2 separate regions of the Zea mays genome follow, and region 2 is linked to region 1. The links are chromatin contacts, called in public Hi-C maps. All regions are on one chromosome and are shown on one strand. The core of a region is the stretch at or near the end of the contact, and the rest is flanking DNA. Distances in the headings are between cores, read along the strand shown.

Region 1 (5,838 bases), core at 851-3,350:
GGCGTCAACGACTGGAGATCTGGCGGCCGGTGGCGAGGAAGGACTGGAGCGAGGGTTTCCTTGGAGACCTTTCTGAGACGGGGAATGCGAATCAGGTGCGCATGAGAGAGTGAAAGAAGAGGGAGCGGTTGCTGCAGTCTGGAGACATCGCGCGGAGGACGGCGTGGAGAGAGTGGAGACTGGGGAGAGGGGAGAGGAGAAGCAGCGACACGCTCGTCGTCGTCATCAAGGGTGTGGGATGGGGCGTGGGATTTGGGTGCCGTGGCACGGGGCGGAGGGGTGCAGCCCTCGACGGTTAGACGAGATTTGGCGACCTCGACGGAGGGGAGGGGTTGCGATGGACGATGGCAGCCTCGGGAGGGCGATGATCGAGCAGGCGGATGCGCCTCGGGAGGGCGAGGTTCCAGCACACGATTGAGCGGGCGGGTGGTCCTCGGGAGAGCGACGATCGAGCGGCGGTGGTTGCGATGGACGATGGCGCAGGATGGATGGACGGTGCAGATTTACTGGAGGCAGAACGACAGAACCGACGGAGGCAGACTACTTTTGCTGTCTTAATAAGTAGTACAAATATATATATATATATATATATATAAAGCGTTATTACAATACAATAGCTCTAAGAGTAACTCTAGTTATAAATGTGTCAGACATCCTTCAAAGCATGGAAGTGTGCAATATAATTTTTAAGAAATAAAGAAATACAAACCTGAGCCAGTTGGGCCCATTAGGAGTACATTGCTTATATCTATTTCTACAATATTTTGATCATCATGTCCAGCAAGAGAAGCCTAGAATTAGCGGCAAATCTGCAGCTTGTTCGCTGCGGCTTGCTGCGGCTGCAATCCGGCTGCGGCTGCGGCTTCTACAGTATTTTTCTCTCTATGGATTGCAGCTGCAGCAATCCAAACAGCTGCAACAGTGTCGGCTTGTAGCCAGCCGAACACGCCCCTGATACAAAAGCAACGCATACATGCAAGAAAAAAGTATGACATAGCAATCAGCAAATTAAATTTACATGTGTCCCTATGAGTCGCCCATTGCATATGTGCAATGAAGCTTGTAGCTTTTTTTTGCAGAGATATGTTAAAGAAAACTAAGGCGGGTAAGTTATGATGCGTTTGGTTGCGGGACAGCTGAGGACAGGTAGGACAGGAACGTCCTCTAGCGCCCTCTCTCGTCCCTCCAATTTTGAGGGACAACTAGAGACAATATTGGGATAATCCTGTTCTAACCCCTGACTCTGAAACAAACAAACTTATTTGAGGGATCGTCCTATCTCATTCTCGTTCTGTCACTACAACGAAACACACCCTTAAAGAATAGAGACTAATAACTCTTTCAGTACATTTGCATTACATATTCTCTTGTAGGTTGTAGGTAGCTACAGATAGCACCTGCAAGGGAAAAAAAGTCTCTCTAATAAGCATGTGAAAATTATGGTATGCTCTTAGAAAAGGGTCATGGCGCATGAACGTTTATGTATTTAACTCCTCTCCATGATTGAAATGGATGCATAGTCAGGAAGCCTGCTTTTAGCAACATGTGTCATCGATCACTATCTTTTCAACAAAAAAAAAATAGTGCATCGGAATTTGGTGAGACATGTTGCTAATTGCAACCTACTCTCTGCCCTTCCGGAGGTTACTTCGGGAAAAAAACATTACTAACTACTGCCAATTTTTAGTCCACGATTTATCCACAAGGAATTAAGGACACAGATATCTCAACACTGTGGAGGACTTGGAAGGCTCGTCTGCACTTGTTTCGGGCCGAAAGGGAGAAAGGGCCCAACTAAAGCCATACTACCACAACCAAGAAGAAAGGCGCAGAACGGAGCAGGGTCCTGTACTCTTGTCGTTGCTTTTGCGCGAGACCTCTCCGAAATTTTCTCATCGGACGGCTTCGTTCGTCGTGCTCCGTTCAGACATTGACACGGTAGAATAAACTAGGGAGTGCACTGGTGCACAAAAAGGAGATTACGGTTCCTTTTCTATCTCGGGGGTCTCGGGACACACAGACACACGTACGGACACCGTTGAATGCCGGTGCAAAACTCACCAGCCCGCTGGTGACGACACGTTGGGGCACGGGGGGAGAGGGAGACGACGACGCAGCTGGGGACGCGTCTGCAGAGCTGGCCAGCTACTCCGAGAACCCGCGACGGCGACGCTCCATGCCACGCGCTCCGTTTTCTGTCCCGGCAAGACAGCTCGACACGCACGCGTGTGATGATGGAGGGAATAGAGAAATGGCAAGGGCGGCGACCACCATCTAGCCGATCCGATCACAGCTCACGAAGCAGGGAGGGGTTCTGGAATTGACTGCAGTGCAGGTGTCAAATGGTGCGTGCATGCCTACGCGGACCCGGAAGTGTTCTTCAGAGTTCAGAATTCTCAGACGCGGGCGGCGCGCCAGACTGAGAAACTGCAGTGGAAAATCGCACCTGTTCATTGACTGCGTCGGTTCAGATACGAGCGGCGGTCATGCCGTTCGTCTGCGTAGTATATGACTAAGTTCGATGACACTGACCGCATGCAGGTAGGGTTAGAGGTCACGCTCGGTTCGATCGCTGAGCGTTACTAAACGGGTGGCCGGTGGTCCGGCAGGCGATGTCATTACAGAATGATGGACGCGATTCTATCTATAGGGTGATAAAGAAAATGGTGGCTTTTTCTTGTTCTCTTGCATCGCTTCGTCCCTAATTGCTTATTATTAGCTAATGGAAAAACATTGGACGATGCGGTGGAAATCTAATCGAAGTTCTTATCGAATAAGCATTCCTAGTGTACGTTCAGTCCAACGGAAGGAGTACTACTCTTTTCAGCCCTTGTCGGTCTGGAGTACGCAACGAACGAGGTAGCCGCTTCTTGTGATCCAAGGCAACACTAGCAGACACAGACACAAAAGAGACCGAATATTTTTTTATTTGTGTTAAAGTCTACTCAGTCGAGAGAGACAGAGAGAATACAAATGACAGCGATATCCTTTATTGCAGGGAAGACTTGTTTATATACATGTGACAGGGGTCATCACCAAGGGGTGTGTCCCTTGGGGATGTGTTCGTCGAGCCCCTTGGATTGGTCACCATATCACATATAACTTTGTAATATGTTATTTTGTAACACTCCCCTTTGATCAATCCAAGTCCATTTGATCATCTGTCAGCTGTCTTCCAAGATATTATCTCCTCAAAAACCCTGTGGGAAAAATAAGGAGTACACAATGTCTTTTGGATTATGAGTAGAACTCACACTGACCTCCAAAAGAAAATATGCCTGTAATCATCATTCTTAAAAAACCCATGTGGGGAAAATTAATGATGAAGCATATAGCTTAGTTGATATTACCTCGTTAAAAACTTTGGATGAGAAAACCTTAACAAGGCAAAACTCATACAAAGAAAAGAGTGTAATATGATGGTACAAAACAGGTCAAATATCATGGAGAATTACTCCCCCTGATTCTTGCAAGCACTTAAGTCTTCTCATACCAATCACCTCAACACATTTCTGAAAACGTTGAGTATGGTAGAGATTTTGTGAATAGATCAGCAAGATTATCACAAGACTTTGTTTGCAAGATGTTAATATTTCCATTTTCCTGTTTCCATCTGAACAACACAAGCTCAATTATCCTTATGGATAATGGTCAGTGGTTCAATTGAACCACAATACGACATTGTTCTCTAATGGACCTCTAGCCCAAAGAACAATAATATGTCTATAGTCATCATTTCAAAAACCCCCGTGGGGAAAATAAATGATGAGACATATAACTCAGGCTAATATTTCTCCAAAATAATCTTGCCAGAAAATCTGAGAAATCAACATATCAGCTGAGTCTCCTTAAAAACCCAGTGGGAAAAAAATAAGGAGAGTAGTCATACTCTATTGTTGATCCATTTGAACTCTAGGGAGATAAACTCATATCCTAGTTCAAATACAACAATAACTATGTCATAATGTATCATCCTTGAAAACCTCTACGGGAAAAATAGATGATATGACATAGGCCTTGTGTTGATGTTGCCTCGCTAAAAACTTTGAATGAGAAACCCAAATAGGTGAAAACTCATACAAAGAAAAGAGTGCAACATGATGTATATACAAGTTCTTCAGATCAAAAGGAAAACTCCCCCTGATCTTTACAAAACACTAAGTCATCCCATACATACTCTCAAACACATTTAAAATGTGGAGTAAGGTAGAGACTTAGTTCGTAACTTGTTTTTCATCTAAACAACACAAAGTAATATTATCTCCATAGATAATAAGGTCAATGATATAAAATCATGACCACCACATACCCTCAGTATGTAGTATATCATTCTGTGTGTAAGTGACCATTAATCTCTGTTGATCGACATTTATCAAACAGTAGGTCCAACTTACCAGAAGTATGTCATTGATCTTGTATCTGGGGATCTTCTATAGATATTCAAGATCAGTATATCCAAACATAAGGAGAGCATGAGTACACCTGGAGATCATAACTCGATCTCATGTGTTGTTAGCTAGCAAATCTTTGCAAAGCAATATCCGGCCGGATGCTCTTGCAAGATACAATAGCACATCTCATGATCTGAAAGAATCAAATAACTATGATTCCATTATATTGAATTTCTTCAATATGCGTTGGATATAGACAACTTAGTATCCAAGATACTCAAGATAGTTTACTTTGAATTGAAATCTCTTACAATTCATATCCTCTATCTCGAACTCCGTCGATAAGTAATGTATGTTTAGAAATATGTTGCACATATTTATACTGAACATACCATTCTTTGTGTATCCTTTCAGAAAGAAGGATTCACTAGGTCGAATGTACCATATTTGACCAAGATGCTCTAAGTCACCAAGACTTTCCAAGCATTGCAAATTTGTGATTGGTGATTATGTATTTGGAATCCTTCAAGACTCCATAAATACCATAATCCAGTGACCACATATGCACATGTTGTCACTACATCTATCAACTGCAAAGATAGATGATTTACTGCCCATAATATTGTATCGGAATTTTACTACTCACAGTAGAAGAGAATTTATAGCATTAAAATAATGCTTGGGTTTGCGTATAAACCCAGTTGCTACTAGCCATGCTTTCTCACCACCTCATTGTTTCCAAGTCCATGAAAACAAACTTGTATCCACAGTAAGATACCTTGAAGTGAAAATAAGTTAACACTTCTTTTCGGTGAGCAAGGCTATCTCTGCAACATTGTATCACTCAACAAGATCCAGTTTGAGCATACTCATGCTCTGCTATGGCCATAGTCTTTTGGATCACTTGGAGCGCATATACAATTGCTGAGATGTATGTGTCGACACTTGTAGCTTTTAAATAACACAATTCTCCAGTTGACATAAAGTCATTTTTATGTACCCTTATGATTCCTCGTGAAATCCCAAAACGAGAATCAAGGGCTTCCGATAACCTAGCCTCATCAGTGCGCACTGAGCTAGGTTGTGAATGTCTTCCATTCACAGGATAATTCATATCCTTTAGGTGTCCACCAACGCTAAGTTGGTTACCAACGAATAGTTGGTTTGCAATTACTATCTCAGAAGGTCTAGCCTTCAGCTGCTTGCAAGCATCTTAATCCCAATTTGTGACCATACTTCTCCCCCTCTTATTTACAACAACGTTGCAATAGGGAGTTAAGTGATTTTCCATGTAACCACTCTTTCTGGCACTTCCTCATAGGATTAATTTGAGTGACACCTCATAGTAAATGCACATGGCAGTTAATTTGCAACTTCTTGCAAATCATTCAAACCCAAAGGTTCAGTTTTAGTACGTGATCCTGAGCCTGAATGCTTACTGCATTCA
Region 2 (5,838 bases), core at 949-3,448, 120 kb before region 1:
GTCTCCTGATGTTCGAATACCTTCCACTTTCATCATATGCAACGCCTTTTCCAAAGCCGTAACCAAAACCTATTCCTATTCCACATCCAGCTCCAGCTCCAAACCCCAATTGTAAACCAGGGAATCCAGCTCCGATGCCTGCACCTGTTAATGATATGCAGAAGTGAGAAATGAACGGAGCAAGAAAACTGGAGATCCAGTATTATGTCAGCCGCCAGATCATCCAGACTAAGATGGGTTCTGCCATTCTAAAAGTGAGAAGAGGCTAACATGCATTCTGCTGTTCCTGCTACACTTGCTGCCCTGCTCCTAATATAGGATCGATTTGAGAATAACAGTGGGACACATGACTAAACACATTATGAAACCCAATTCAATCATGACATCCCTTAATTAGCCGAGAGCTGGGTTTGGTGGGAAGCTTTGTATTCTTGGAGGAAACAACTGTTGATCTCTGAGATACTCCGTCTCAATTTAGCTTGAGAACCTATCTGCACCAGTGGAAGAAGTTCCTTTCTTTTTATCCTCAATCTACTTCCTAAGGTCCACAGAGAGATGCCTACAACGAGAATACTCACACAACTCTCTACTCTGTTCGCCATGACACTCTAGGAAGTCATTGGCACTAGCTAGTTTCCACAAGCCCCTGGATCCACGTAAGGAGGCAGATGATTCTTGTTTGGTGATTGAGGATAACCACCAGAATCAGGGCCAGAACCTGGGGCACACACTACTCCAACGCCCTGCTTTGACGCTTTCGACCGTATAGAATAGGCTCTGTTGAGATTGTGGGGTGATGCTTGCATACAAGCATCAGCTCGTTTAGAGCACAAAAGCAAATAGGAGTATTCTAAGTTAAAAGCACTTTATTACTCCCATAATCTTGATTCAGATGCTTATATGTCATCTAGTAGCCTACTCCAACTTGCTTGGATCTGTAAGTCTTTGTTGTTGTTGCTGCTGCTGCTATCATCTAGTTATTGCAGACTTAAGGATATCCAGAAGTGAATTATCAACTATGGGATGTACTAGGAACCTGAGGCTTGTTTCTAGATGCATGTTTCATCACTAGTGGCTTCTTGATATTAATAACACAACTGTGTTGTGCAACCTAGTGAGGTATTTGGTTTGACGTAAGTCATCAGTCACCACCCCTGATCCCTTTGTGAGTTGTGACCATTTCTAGCTCCAACGCTGACTAGAACCATGGTCGAAGAGGCAAGATGATGCCGGGCACCTGGCTCTGCACTCTGCTATGGGAGAGGATGTTTGAAAGAGGCCACAGCTGCAGCTGCAGCCTGCAGTCGTGGGTACACACAGATTATGCAACCTGCATCTTGCTAGCATATTGATGAACAGTACTCCCTGATACATTGATCAATTACAAAATCTATCCTGGACTCAATGATTTCACCCTCCAATGATGTATAGAGCAATATGCCGTGAAATAGTAGTGATTTCCACCACTGCCACCATGTCACCTAATCCAATGATACGATCCTATCTAAAACAGGCGCATCTGCGCACAACAAGCGTAGATTTCTCCTTCGATCAAAAGAGAAGAATGAGCATGGATTTCGAACCTTTGTTGGCAGTGAGCCGGAGCCCCTACGCGTTCGTCAGTCGTTTGGATTGGCTAGACTGATCCTGAAGAAGAATCAACTACTTCTCGAATCCCGTTCCATATTCACCAACAACACGGGGAAAAGTGATAGTATATCACAACAATTCCAAATTTCGGGTGCTTGAAACTCTAACAGAAAACCAGAAAAAAAACTACACGGCCCTCGGATTAAACATTCCAACCCCGGAAACAAGTATCCCTATCTCAACCGTCAAAACCATCGAGAGCACTCCAGTTCGCCGGTTTGGTAATCGTGCTCCGTGAACTCGTCTATGGCCGCCACACTCGGAGCAGGAAGAGTAAACGTCGGCGAAGGGTACACACCTCCGATGAGGCCGAAGCCAAGACCCACGCCGCAGCCAGCGCCGATGCCGAAGGCAGGGCCCAGTTTGCCGAGCGCATCCGACCTCGCCACGGGGAGGCTCCACACAAGCCCCCTCCTCCTGCCGCCCGACATCTCTCCCCAGTCACTGCCTCGCCGCTTCGTCGTCCGCCCGGCGCCCGCTCGGTGCGCAGTGCGGCCCGCCCTAGCCCCCCACCCTTCAAAGCAAGAGAATGAAGGGAATTAGAGGATAAGTTCCACACCCGACACCTTTCGGGACGAGACTCCCAGTCTCAGGCCGCATCTCGGGCTTCCGGGGCCCGTTCCATGGAACGGGACGGGAGACGAGAGGCCGAAGCCCGAAGGTGCCCCAATTGGCTGCGCGCCGATGGACCCGCAACCCGTGCGCGCGAAGAGACAGCAAGACGACGCATGGTGGGCTAAGGCCCACTCGCCAATTGGCCACTTCTGCTAACAAAACAAGATGAAAGGATATGACCGGCCCCATCGGGCCTCTTCTAATCAAAGCCAGTTCATCGTAAGCCACTAAAAAAAGATCGAAATTCTGTCCTCGCCACTAGAAAAAGCTAACGTGCCTTCTACGCCACTCAGTCTCGTTTGATTGTAACAGCCGTTTTGAGCACATATTTCAGATTTGGTTAAGACTCCCTTCGTAGTTTTTAATTTTTATATCTACAGTTAAATAGATGATGATAAATCACATACACCAAGTATCATATGATTTTATTAATTTTTTAAAGCAAATTTTAATTTGGGATAGAGGGAGTACAAGTTTATTTATATGAAAACAGATTCTTTTAGAGATATGTTTGGTATTAGTCTATGTAAATTTTTATGGGGTTTCTTAACACTCCTCTGAGTAAATATCGCGACTAACTTATGTGTGGTTAAAACTCTAAGAAGTTTGATGAAAAAATAGGGAAAGAGCATACAGTGCCACTCTATATATTATACATGTTGTCTCGTTTTTTTAGACTGTATACATGTTGTCTCGTTAAAAACCATATGTGAGAAACTTAATGTAAACTTATGATAGGAAATACTACAATGGTTATCTTTATAAGAACTAAAACATTTAGGGTTGTATATATTACTATCTTCATAATCGAATAGTAAGGGCTAAAAAATTTAGAGGTGTCTTCCCTCTGAACCTGCAAGTCTCTCAAATGTCCCATCCCTACACCTTGAATATATCTTCTGAAGGTGTCTGTAGGCAAGAATTTAGTGAATAAATTAGTCATGTTATTATAAGACTTGGCTTACATGATTTTTACTCACCCTTATTCTGTAGTTCGTAAGCATAGAAAAAGATTAGGAGGAATACAATTAGTCATACTACTCTTAATATAGCATGTTTCTATTTTTGCAACGCATGTTATATTATTTCATAGATAGTAGTGGGGTATTTGTGGTGTGAAAACCACATATCTTGATTTGTCAAAGCCAAGCACATTCATGTGCGATTTCATACAATATGATTATCTCTAAGATGTTAGTAGACGTCGCTATTAGTGTCTATTTGCTCGATCTCTAGGATACGACAGTACCACCATAGAGAAAAAAACAAAGCCAGACTGAGATCTAGCATTATGGGGATCTCATAGATATTCAACATCTCTATAGCCCATCAAAGTTTAACCCAAATTCTACAAAAAATAGTCCAAGATCTTGAGTGTCTTTGAGGTATTATAGTATAGTCTTAATATATGCCCAATGTCTTATGATTGGGTTTGCACTTTGTCTAGCTAGCAAACTCACTCAAATGTGATATTATACCTAGTGCAAATCACAAGATACATCAGTACTCAAATGGCCCTAAGGTAAAGAACTTTAGGTCCCAATGATTTCTCATCATCGCACTTTGGTCTAAACGAGTCAAGATCCCTTTCAAGGTATCTTATGACCATCAATCTTTAAAGGGTGAGCTTTGTAGTATTATAGCTTTCAATGAAATTCATACTATAGGTCAACTACTATAGAAATATTCCTTCAAAAAAATGCTCGATTTATAAGTACAAGAAAAACTTGGTTTTCCCTAAGCCTTTCATTTCAAACCCTACCTTGAGGTATATGCTAGCCTCCCTAATATACTTTGTGTATCCTATGATATTCAAGTCATCAATATAGACTAAAATTGTTAGTGTTTTGAACCTCGCTCCGACAAGTAAATTTGTGTGCATGTTCTGGGCTCCGAACGGTGTGCGCGGTGGGTATAAGATTTATACCGGTTCGGGCAGAACGTCCCTACATCCAGTCTTCAACGGCTTGTGCTACCGACAACACTGCTGATCAATGCTCGTAGTAGGGGTTACAAGCGGGTGAGAGAGGGAGGAGAGGCTCCCAAGTCTCTTGTTGTGGAGGTGGTTACACTAAGGGCTACAGAGTGGAGTCCTAACTAAGTCTTGGCTTGGCGGGGGGGCTCTAGCCTCTAGGTCCTCGTTGGTGCGTCCTTCTTCCTTCGTCGGTACGTCGTCTTCGCATCTAGGGGTCCGTCTAGGGACTGACCACCTCCTTTTATAGGCTAAGGTGGGGGTCGGCCGACGGTGGCTTCCTCAAGGAGTCGTCAGATGATGGTAAAATCGAGCGTTCTACCACGGGGTGAAGCCACACGTGCCCGTGGGCCCCAAGATTTCCTGGTTGTCTCGTATTCTTTATAGCAGATGGCGTGGGCAGCGTGGGGCCCAAGTGCCATCATTCGAGCTACGCCGACCCCTGGCCTCCATATCATCGGGCTTGGTGCGACTTGTCTTGTTGTGCCCGTCAAGCGGTCTGCACACTCAGTCTTATTCTCGATAGGCCATGAGTGTGTCGCAGGGCAGGGGGCGCGTAGGCCATAAAGGCGTCGCGGTCCAAGGGGTTCGTAGGTCATGAGTGCGCTGTAGCCCGAGGGGCTTGTTGGCCATGAGTGGGAGGTGGACCGGCGCATCTGTCATGGCTCGGCTCTAGGCACAGTTAATGCAACTAGTCAATTATGATGGGCCAGTCTTAGCGAGGGATCCACTCGAGTGGTTTCCCTTTTGGTTCGCTCAGCCCCCTGTCTTGTTCCGCCATGCCCAACCTCGGGCTAGGTGTCGCAGGGTTCAACCAAGGGTGGGTGCTTCCAGGGCAGACGTTTCCTTTCTCATCCAGCTGACCCATGGGCCCTAGTTGCTAGAGGCCTCTTCCCAGCACCCTCGCTGACCGGCGGGCCCAAGGGGTCGGGGATCTTATCCCCGACAGTAGCCCTCGAGCCCCTGAGGGGGGAGTATCTCTCCTCGGGGGCTTCTCTCTAATCGGGTGTTTCCTTGCCCCTTTGGTCATTGCGCTTCTGGCTGGTCGGGCCCTTTTCCCCTTATCCTAGTGCACACTTCCATAGTTTTGCGTATTTGGTGTTGAACCGTCGCCTCGTTCCATACACGGCGTTTGGCACCTGTTCCGTCCACTGCGCCTTGTGCCTTTCTATAAATGATCCCTCCCTCTAGCGGCTTCATCATATTTTGTCTTATCGTCTTTGTTGAAAGGCGGTTTCTTCATGATCCCTTATGGACCCAGGCAAGCATCTAGTGGAGGACCGCCCCCAGTGTTGCATCCTCTTAGGTAGAGGATGGTTGAATTGGGGTATAGGCTCTTTTCCCTTCCGCTACCGGGTTCTCAAGATCCTGCTTGTTTTTTTCATCCTTTTCATTTCGTGCAACCAAGTGATTTCGATGGGCCAAAGGAAGGATTTTAGGACGCCCTTCTGCTAGGGCAAGATTCCAATCCTCTCGTCGTAGACCCCTCGGATCTCCGGGAGAGCCTGATTGCTACTCATACGTCGCTCTGAAAGTTGCCTAGAGGGGTGAATAGGCAAGCAGAATTTTTCCAACAAAAATTAGAAACAAACTGGGTAAAA

What was found. A called contact is a pair of places that touch in the nucleus more often than the background predicts.
Region 2: a contact with region 1 is called in a Hi-C map of ear, with 4 times the contacts expected there. The contact joins the promoter of LOC100278545 here to the enhancer-like site in region 1. A contact is called at or near these places in 8 of 25 Hi-C or Micro-C datasets (bundle sheath, ear, leaf and 1 more) and 1 of 3 datasets of contacts at active chromatin or transcription factors (leaf).

The regions. Positions count from the first base shown.
Region 1 is chr3:174,757,548-174,763,385 of Zm-B73-REFERENCE-NAM-5.0, reverse strand. No RefSeq gene overlaps it. Among protein-coding and RNA genes, the nearest start is that of LOC100277253, 10 kb to the right of the region's middle. Within about 2 kb of position 2,100, at least 19 of the 20 cell types and tissues checked have an H3K27ac peak or open chromatin away from gene starts, as enhancers often do. A contact at or near this core is called in bundle sheath, ear, leaf and 1 more, where this site is marked.
Region 2 is chr3:174,879,715-174,885,552 of Zm-B73-REFERENCE-NAM-5.0, reverse strand. LOC100278545 reads right to left here and starts at 2,198. Exons shown (of 3, transcript NM_001151785.2): 1 at 1,949-2,198; 2 at 1-144. The coding sequence starts at 2,081.